Linked DNA regions of Ovis canadensis: region 2 is linked to region 1. The links are chromatin contacts, called in public Hi-C maps. All regions are on one chromosome and are shown on one strand. The core of a region is the stretch at or near the end of the contact, and the rest is flanking DNA. Distances in the headings are between cores, read along the strand shown. Region 1 has its middle 14 kb from the start of SKIC8. Region 2 has its middle 21 kb from the start of IREB2.

Evidence for each region. A called contact is a pair of places that touch in the nucleus more often than the background predicts.
Region 2: a Hi-C map of lung shows a contact between it and region 1, with 4 times the contacts expected there. The contact joins two enhancer-like sites. A contact is called at or near these places in 2 of 2 Hi-C or Micro-C datasets (fibroblasts and lung).

Annotation. Positions count from the first base shown.
Region 1 is chr18:44,362,217-44,366,118 of ARS-UI_OviCan_v2, reverse strand. No RefSeq gene overlaps it. Among named protein-coding and RNA genes, the nearest start is that of SKIC8, 14 kb to the right of the region's middle. Within about 2 kb of position 2,113, the one cell type or tissue checked has open chromatin away from gene starts, as enhancers often do. A contact at or near this core is called in fibroblasts, where this site is marked.
Region 2 is chr18:44,459,747-44,463,601 of ARS-UI_OviCan_v2, reverse strand. No RefSeq gene overlaps it. Among named protein-coding and RNA genes, the nearest start is that of IREB2, 21 kb to the left of the region's middle. Within about 2 kb of position 2,236, the one cell type or tissue checked has open chromatin away from gene starts, as enhancers often do. A contact at or near this core is called in fibroblasts, where this site is marked.

The DNA.
Region 1 (3,902 bases), core at 864-3,363:
TGTGGTGGTCCTGCGCTCTGCTCTGCCAGTCCCACATCAGGCTGTTAGGCTACACCTTGTGCATCTTCCCCAGAACAAGAGGCTCACTCCTAGGAGGCAGTCCCTGCCCCGTGGAATGGTTGTGCTTGTGACAAAGAATCTTCCGGCTGGGAGTTCAGACACCCCTCTGTGGCCCCACCTTGAGGTCAGAGCCTGCATTCACTCCTCTGCCCACCACTGCCTGGCAGAAGTCTGTGGAGGAGGCTTAGGCACCTCCACTCCCACCCCAAACCCCCAGGTCTCTGCAGGTCAAAGATGCTATTATCTTGTTTTTGTTTTTTTTAATTTTTACAATGTTGTGTTGGTTTCTACCATACAACAACGTGAGTCAGCTACAACCAGACATATATCCCCTCCCCCCTAGCCTCCCCCTCCCCTATCCCAGACCTCCAGGTCATCGCAGAATGCCAGACTGGGTTCCCTGTGCTACATAGCACAACCTCTCACCAGCCATCCATCTTATATCTGACAGTACAGATATAATGAGGCCACTTTCTCCACTTGTCCCACTCTCTCCCTCCCCGACCAGGGCCACAAGTCCATTCTCCACATCTGCGTCTCCATTCCTTCCTTGCAACGCTATTGTCTTATAGCTAGCTGTTCCAGGGAGTATAACCTCCTCCCCGCACCTGAATACTGCCTCTCCTCCGGGGAACCTCGGCAGGGCAGAACCTTCAGTCTCATGACTGAGTGCCCACAGCTGGTATCTACTGGCTGGCACCCCCTACCCCAGCCTCATTCTCCCTGGTTCTGGAATTGAGGTCTACAGAGGACCTAGTCAGTTCCTCTTCATCAGGCCTTTGTTCAGAGAAGAACTAAGCTCTGCATGCACAGGACACCTCAGTAGCAACGACCCACCCCTCTCCCCACCAATGTGATGAGTTTTCATCGTTTCATCAAGACTCCTCCCCACCCAGCACAGGCTCCTCGCTGATCTCCCCTGGCTCCAGACCTTCATCTTATACCCCCTTCCCCAGGGCTGAGCAAGGCTCCTGAGAGATCCCCTGGTTCCATGGGCCTTCTTACTCCTCCAGAAGTCATCTGAATGCAGGGGAATGAGAACTTCACTAGGACACGGAATCACCCCTGCTTTGTCAAATAGTGGATTATCCTCAGCCATAGGCCCTTGGAAACTCAGCCTGGATTCCCTCCAGAGCAGAGCCTGAGGCCAAGTCTGCCAAACTGGGAGCTTATTAGAAAAGCAATCCCAAGAGCAGGATGGAGAGACAGGGGTGAAACAGGGGAGAAGGGAAGGCCAAACCGAGGATGCATTACTGGGCTGGCCCTCAGAGCCAGCGGCTGGCATTTGACCCCGTGGGGCCTTTGAAGGGTCATGTGACAGATGTCTCAGAACTGGGGGAACACTTACCCAGTGGCTTCCGCCCCACATTAGTCAGGGCCACCCCACCAGCCATGATTCCCCCCACCCTTCCTGGAGAACATGGAGCAGCTCCCCAGGCAGGAAGGTGGAGAGTCATGGAGAGGGGAGATGCCATTGGCTTCCACTTGGGCTGAGCAGGGCCTGGGGGAGTGGCTGGACTGAGAGGCGAGGCTGAGGGATACTCAGGGCTGTGCAGAAAGTACCCTTGTGTGCAACACGGGTAGCTCACAGCCGACATGGCCAACCAGCTGGCAGAACACCTTGATTCAGAACAGCCGAGGTGGATCTGAAGGTCAAGACTGGAAGGTGCCTCAGAGCAGATGGGCTCCCTGGACAGACAGACGAGGAAACTAAGGCCCAGAGAGGGCTCTGGCAGAGGCCAGCCAGAGACCTTCTCTTCCAGATCCTCTAGTGGCGGCAGGAGACAATTTGGGCGAAATGCCAGCTTCATGCATGGCATACAATAAGTGCTAGGAAATCGGAATTTTATCAATAACAAGGGCAAGAATGATAACAGTTCCCAATGTGAAGTCCCGTGTCCTGGCTGCCACATCATACAGCTTCCTGGGGCATCTTTGATATAACTGCCCAGCAGGTTCTCTCCATGCTTTCATTCTTCTGCTCTTAACTCTGGTGCAGGGGCAGACAAGGGAAAATGTTGATACTTTCAGCTGAACGGAGCATCCCAGGAATGCACTTGAAATTCCTGTCTGGTGTGCGGCTTGGACCTCAGCTCCCTCCGTGAGTCAGGGCTGTGGGAGGTGGGGAGCTTTGTGGCAAGGCTGCTTTAGAGCTCCTTTGTTTTTTGCTTTGTTTTGTTTTATTCCCTTTGTCCTCAGAAGTGCATTCAATACAGAATACCTGGTGCTTTCCCAAGCTTTCCAGCTTGGTGCTGGCACCTGTTTGTCCTGGCAAGAGATTGTGGGCTTAAATATGGAGGGGAAGAGATCCCCAAGTTCCCCTGGCAATGAGTTCTCTTCTTCGCAAGGCTTGGTTTGCCCCCTTGCCTCCTAAGTCCAGGCCCCTCTGCTCAGCATTTCCTTCTAATCCTGCCTTTTGCACTCTGCTGTCAATCCTTACTCCCCCTAACTTTGCAAGTAAACGTTCCTAAATTTCAGTCCCTTACTCTGACTCTGCTTTCCAGAGCAGCCTCTGGAGTGGACACCGCAAGGTATGCACACCCCGGGCACGCCCTGGGTCAAACATCACCAGTGGTGTGCTGGAGCCTCGCATATCAGCTTACCAGAGCAGATTCTGTGCACTGGTCAGTGACATCATGTCAGTAACTTGAAATCACCCACGGGAGCTATATTTACACCGCAGTAATTGGCCTGTGTTATGAACCAGGTTTTGATGCTTTCTCTGAAGAGCCTGTTGTTAAACATTCACCAGCCCACGGCTGGAACCCCTGCTCCTCCTCCTCCGGCTCCTCTGAGACTCTCATCATCCAGGTAGACCCCCCGCCCTCTACCTTCCTCATCACCCTCACCTACCAACCTGTCCCGTCTCATTCTCTGCAGACTGTGGGACTGGCTTACAGCTTCCCACCCAATTCCCACCACATTTTTGGACACAGAGCCTACTCTTGACAGCCCACCATCCTGGCTTCCCTGGCTCATCCTCTGACACTCTCTATTTCTTCAGCAGCCTGTTTTTGCAGCCTGACTTTGCTGCTTCCTGTGTCACTCGGTAAGTGCCCAGAAAGTCGTGGTGTGGGCCCCAACTACGGCAGAATCCTAGATCCTGCTGGGCTTGCCCAGCCCCTGTCTCTCCCTCAGCACAGCTGCACTTCCCCAGGAGTGTGGCCCAGTCCCCTAGTCTATGGCGAGTTTGCCCCTGGCTCCTGCCCATTCTTGAGTGGTGTGGGCACTGCGGGTAGCTGGAAGAGGTGGGACTCTGGCCCTCAGGGTCAGAGATGCCACGTGCCCAGGGCCTCGGGGAGACTGGGTTCCCAGCCCCATTTTCCCATGGCTTTATCAGGTGTTCTGTATTAACTTTGTTCGCTGTGCCAACTTTTCTATAAAATCGTGTGCTCTGTGCTCAGTCGTGTCCAACTCTTGGTGACCCCACAGACTGTAGCCCACTAGGCTCCTCTGTCCATGGGATTTCCCAGGCAAGAATACTGGAGTGGGTTTCCATTTCCTTCTCCAGGAGATCTTCCCAACCCAGGGGTCAAACCGGTGTCTCTTGCACCTCCTGTATTGCCAGGCAGATTCTTCACCACTAGCGCCAGTTGGGAAGCTCCCTTCTTGTGATTCCTAGACTTCTGAGGTAGGGAAAAGCAGACAGGCTATGGCTTTTCTGATTCAAAGGCTGACTCCTTTGAGGATGGTCTAGAAGCCTGGTGAGAATCACTGGGAGCAGTAGCATTTCCATCTGATGCCTTTGTGTGTTCCCAGCCTAACCCCATACAAGCCAAGCTGGTGGACATTGGCACAATAGCCCTCGGCAGGAGGTGACAGTCAACCCCTGGCCAGTAGCT
Region 2 (3,855 bases), core at 987-3,486, 97 kb before region 1:
ATCTCTTTGCAGACTTAGGGGAAGGGCCCTTTAAGCCCAGACAGTGCTGTGCGGAAGGGTGGTTGGATTGAGAGGGCTTGGCAGGGTGGCCGAAGACCCCTTCAGCATGGCTGCTTCACTTTGGCCTGATCTCTGGAATCTCTCTTCCAACATGCTTTGACCTTTTGGAGCTCCACCGTACACATTCCCCCTGCTCCTGGCATCAAGGACCATTCCCTGTCCTTCCTCTGGTCTTTGCTTTGCCTGCCCATCCCTGGGTCTATCCCCTCAGTGGAACTCAGTACTGTGAGTATCAATCTCCCAGCACCAGGTATGTTTATAGCACTGAACATTTTCTATTTTCATACAACGCAGCTCCCAGACACAAGACTGCTGCTGTATCTGGTGTTCAAATATCCCAAACGAGAAGAAAACTTGGCTGTACTGATATTATTGAACGATGATCTTGTCATGCAATGTGTACAGAACTTTAGGGATCTTCAAGGGTAATTCTGACTGCAGAGGATTTTACTTTGTGCTGACTTTAGAAACTAGACCTATACAAGCTGTCAGTCCAGTGCGTATAGTTCATGAGATCATTAGGGATAAGACTCTGGATAAACAGCTGCTCTCCACAGGTAGGTGCCTTTGTATATTATCTCCTGAGTCCCAGGATGTCTTTCCCTCTAGAGGGTGAGCCCACCATTAAGTCTCAGAATCATAGATCTGAGCACTGGGAGGGAGGTGGGGGCTTGCACCAGGATATAGAGTCTTCTAGCCTTTTTTTTTTTTTTTGGTGTGGCACAGGGGACCTGTCCTCCCTGCAGTGAAAGTGCAGAGTCTTAACCCCTGGACCTCCGGGGAAGTTCCTCCAGCTCTTTTTGTTAGATGAAGCAGCTGAGGCCCAGAGAGAGAGAAAAGGGGTGGGGGAGACCCAGTTTTCCAGTGATTCTTGGGGTGCATCTCTTTTCTCTGAGCCCCACCAGTTGTCCCTGGAAAAAATAAGAAAGAAGACAGGATTGGGAGAGCACATGTTCCCCAAGGGAAGCATCAAACTGCCCTAAGTTAAAGGCTTCCTTTGGTGTAGCTCCAAGTCATACATCTCAGGAGCAGTCTCAGCCAGTGCATGCTCTTGCAACAGGTCCTCATGGGCCTCTCTTCTGCTTCATAATGAATCAACACCAAAGTTATGGAAGGCACTAAACTTGCCCAGGATTCTCACCCTAGAAAGAGCTTATATTGGGGCATTTGCCTGAAAAATTGCCAACATCAGAATGGGCCTGGAGATGCTTGCAGGCTTATACAGCAGCTCAAGGGTTAAGTTTCCATGGCAAAATCTGAGAATTCTTTTTTTTAAATATAATTTTCTTTATTTGTGGCTGTGCCGGGTCTTCATTGACATTCAAGGGCTTTCTCCAGTTCTAGAGAGTGGAGGCTACTTCTCTGTTGCGGGCCCTAGAGCACTCAGATTTCAGTAGTTGTGGCTCACAACATGTGGACTCTACCTGGACCAGGGATTGAACCTACGTCCTCTGCCTTGGCAGGCAGATTCTTATCCACTGTACCACCTGGGAAGTCCAAAATCTGAGAATTCTTAATTCTCTTGCTCTTTTAGGAAATACTTTCATATTGCACAAAAATGTAATTACTTGACTGAATACCAAAGAGCTGGGAATCACAGGACTAACATTTATTGCGTATTTACTACGTGCCAGGTGCTTTTGACATGTTAGTCATTGCAAAAACCAATTAAAACAGGCGTTAGGAGGATGAAACTGAAGCTCAGAGAGGGTAAGTGACTTGTCTAAGGCCACACAGGCAACAGGTAGCAGTCAGGATTTGAAACCAGGTTAGCCTAACTCAGATGAAAGAAGTTTTCCTAATCCTATAGTTTCTTCTTTTTGGAAAAACCTTATAGATACCAGGACACTGGTTATATGTAGTCTAGACTCCCAACAAATGCAGGAATTCCTTCCAAAACTTCAGACAGAGAAAGTGGAGCAGGCAGACAGGGCACTGAGCTGGATGTCTGTATTCATGGATTATGATTTTTGACTCCGTCCTGGACAACCCAAGTTCATCTGTCTCTGAAGGCTGAACTAGTCTCCTAAGTCTCCCAGCCCTAAAAGTAGGTGATTCTGTAGCAAACACTGTGGATGACTCACGTGATTCCTTTCTGGACTGTAGGGGCTGAGCCACTAATGATTACATTTCCAAGCTCTTCTGTAGGGCAGGATCTGGTTATAATTTACAGTCTGTTGGTCAAATGCATTCATCTGAGACTCATTCAGGACTGAATTATGTGGAGAAAGGGGTGGGGCAAGGACATCTGTTTTGCTGGCACAGAAAGGGGTAGAGTTGGCCTGATTCTGGGGCAAGCAGGGGAGGACAGCATCCTGATTGTCACAAAATAGCAACGCCCGCAGTTGCTCAGCTCTGCAGAGTAGTTTTGTGAATTGCACTTGTAAACTCAGACTAGACAGCAACCCAGTGGTTCATTAGGCTCTATGTATCTCTTTGTATCAGCAAGGACTCTCTAGTAGAGGACAGAATCCCTTCTAGTTCATTTAAGCAGAAAATGATTCACTACAGGGTAGGAAAGGGCTTAGAGCTGAAGACACCTCGTAGGTTGAAATCATGTGAATGACTCTGAGAGGGTCCAAGGGAGCTGCTACCTCGTCAATGATCAGGACGCCAATGGCTCCAGCACCACATGGATACTGCCACCGTCCAGAAGCCTCTATGGTTATCAAACTGTCACAACCACGAGGCCACCGTGATCAGAAACCAGAACCACAGTTGCAGCTTCAGAGGCACACTGTGCCCACTAGCCTCTGCCAGTGAATTTGTCATACTCTGCTTCCCAATACTTACAAAGTTAGTGATTGGACACCAAAATTTCTGCAAGGGCTGCTGAAAATATCAGTAGACCCAGCAAAGTTGTGGCTTCCTCCTCATCTCCATCTTCTGTGCCAGCCCACCTGCAAGCCTGGCAAACAGACTAGCTTTCCAGTCTCGTCATTAGAGGAAGACAAAGAAGACAGCAGAACTGATGCTAAGCACAGTCTACCATTATAAACCCTTTTCTGTTAAAACTCACTGGAGGACATTCAGATGTCTACACACCAAGACCCCTCACCAAGCAGGCTCTGTCTCTGGTGCCAGGGCACTGATCACGAGATGCCTGTTGACTATGTGAGTGTGATCGTGGAAACGTTTTCTTTTATGTTTTAATTTTTTTTTAATTAAACGTCTTACTTTGGATTGGGAGTATAGTCGATGAACAATGCTGCGACAGTAAAACATTTTCATTTCTGTTGTGCTGAAACCTGCACTCCTCTGCCTCACCTGTCCCGGGTTTGCTTTCTGGCACCAAACAGGATGAGTCAGCCCTCTATGTTCACGTCCGGAGATCTAAGGATGGTGATGATGACATTCCCCACACTGCACAGCAGCACGGAAAAGCCTGACTTTCAAATGAAAAACTGTTGAGGAGAGCCAAGCACCAAAGCAAAGGCAGAGGTGGCCCAGGATGAAAGAGATGGCAACGCTGAGCACCAAGAGAAGTATTCATGGCAGCTCAGTGAAGGCAGAACCACAGCCATTTGGCAACTCCCAGTCTTTTGAGAGGCTGAGGAAACCAATTAATTCAAAATGTATTATATACAGTATGCTAAATTGGTCACCAGAGGGAGTCTAGATATAACAGGGTCTTTGGCTAAAACTGTCATTATAACGGTTAGTATCTGGAGAGCTTTTCCCTCCTTCTTTAAACCGAAGTGCTCCAAGCACCTTGCCACCCCTGGTCTCATTAACAAACAAGTGCCTCCGTGAGCTAGGCAGGTGGCCAGTCTCATTATCCCACTTTTTAAAGAA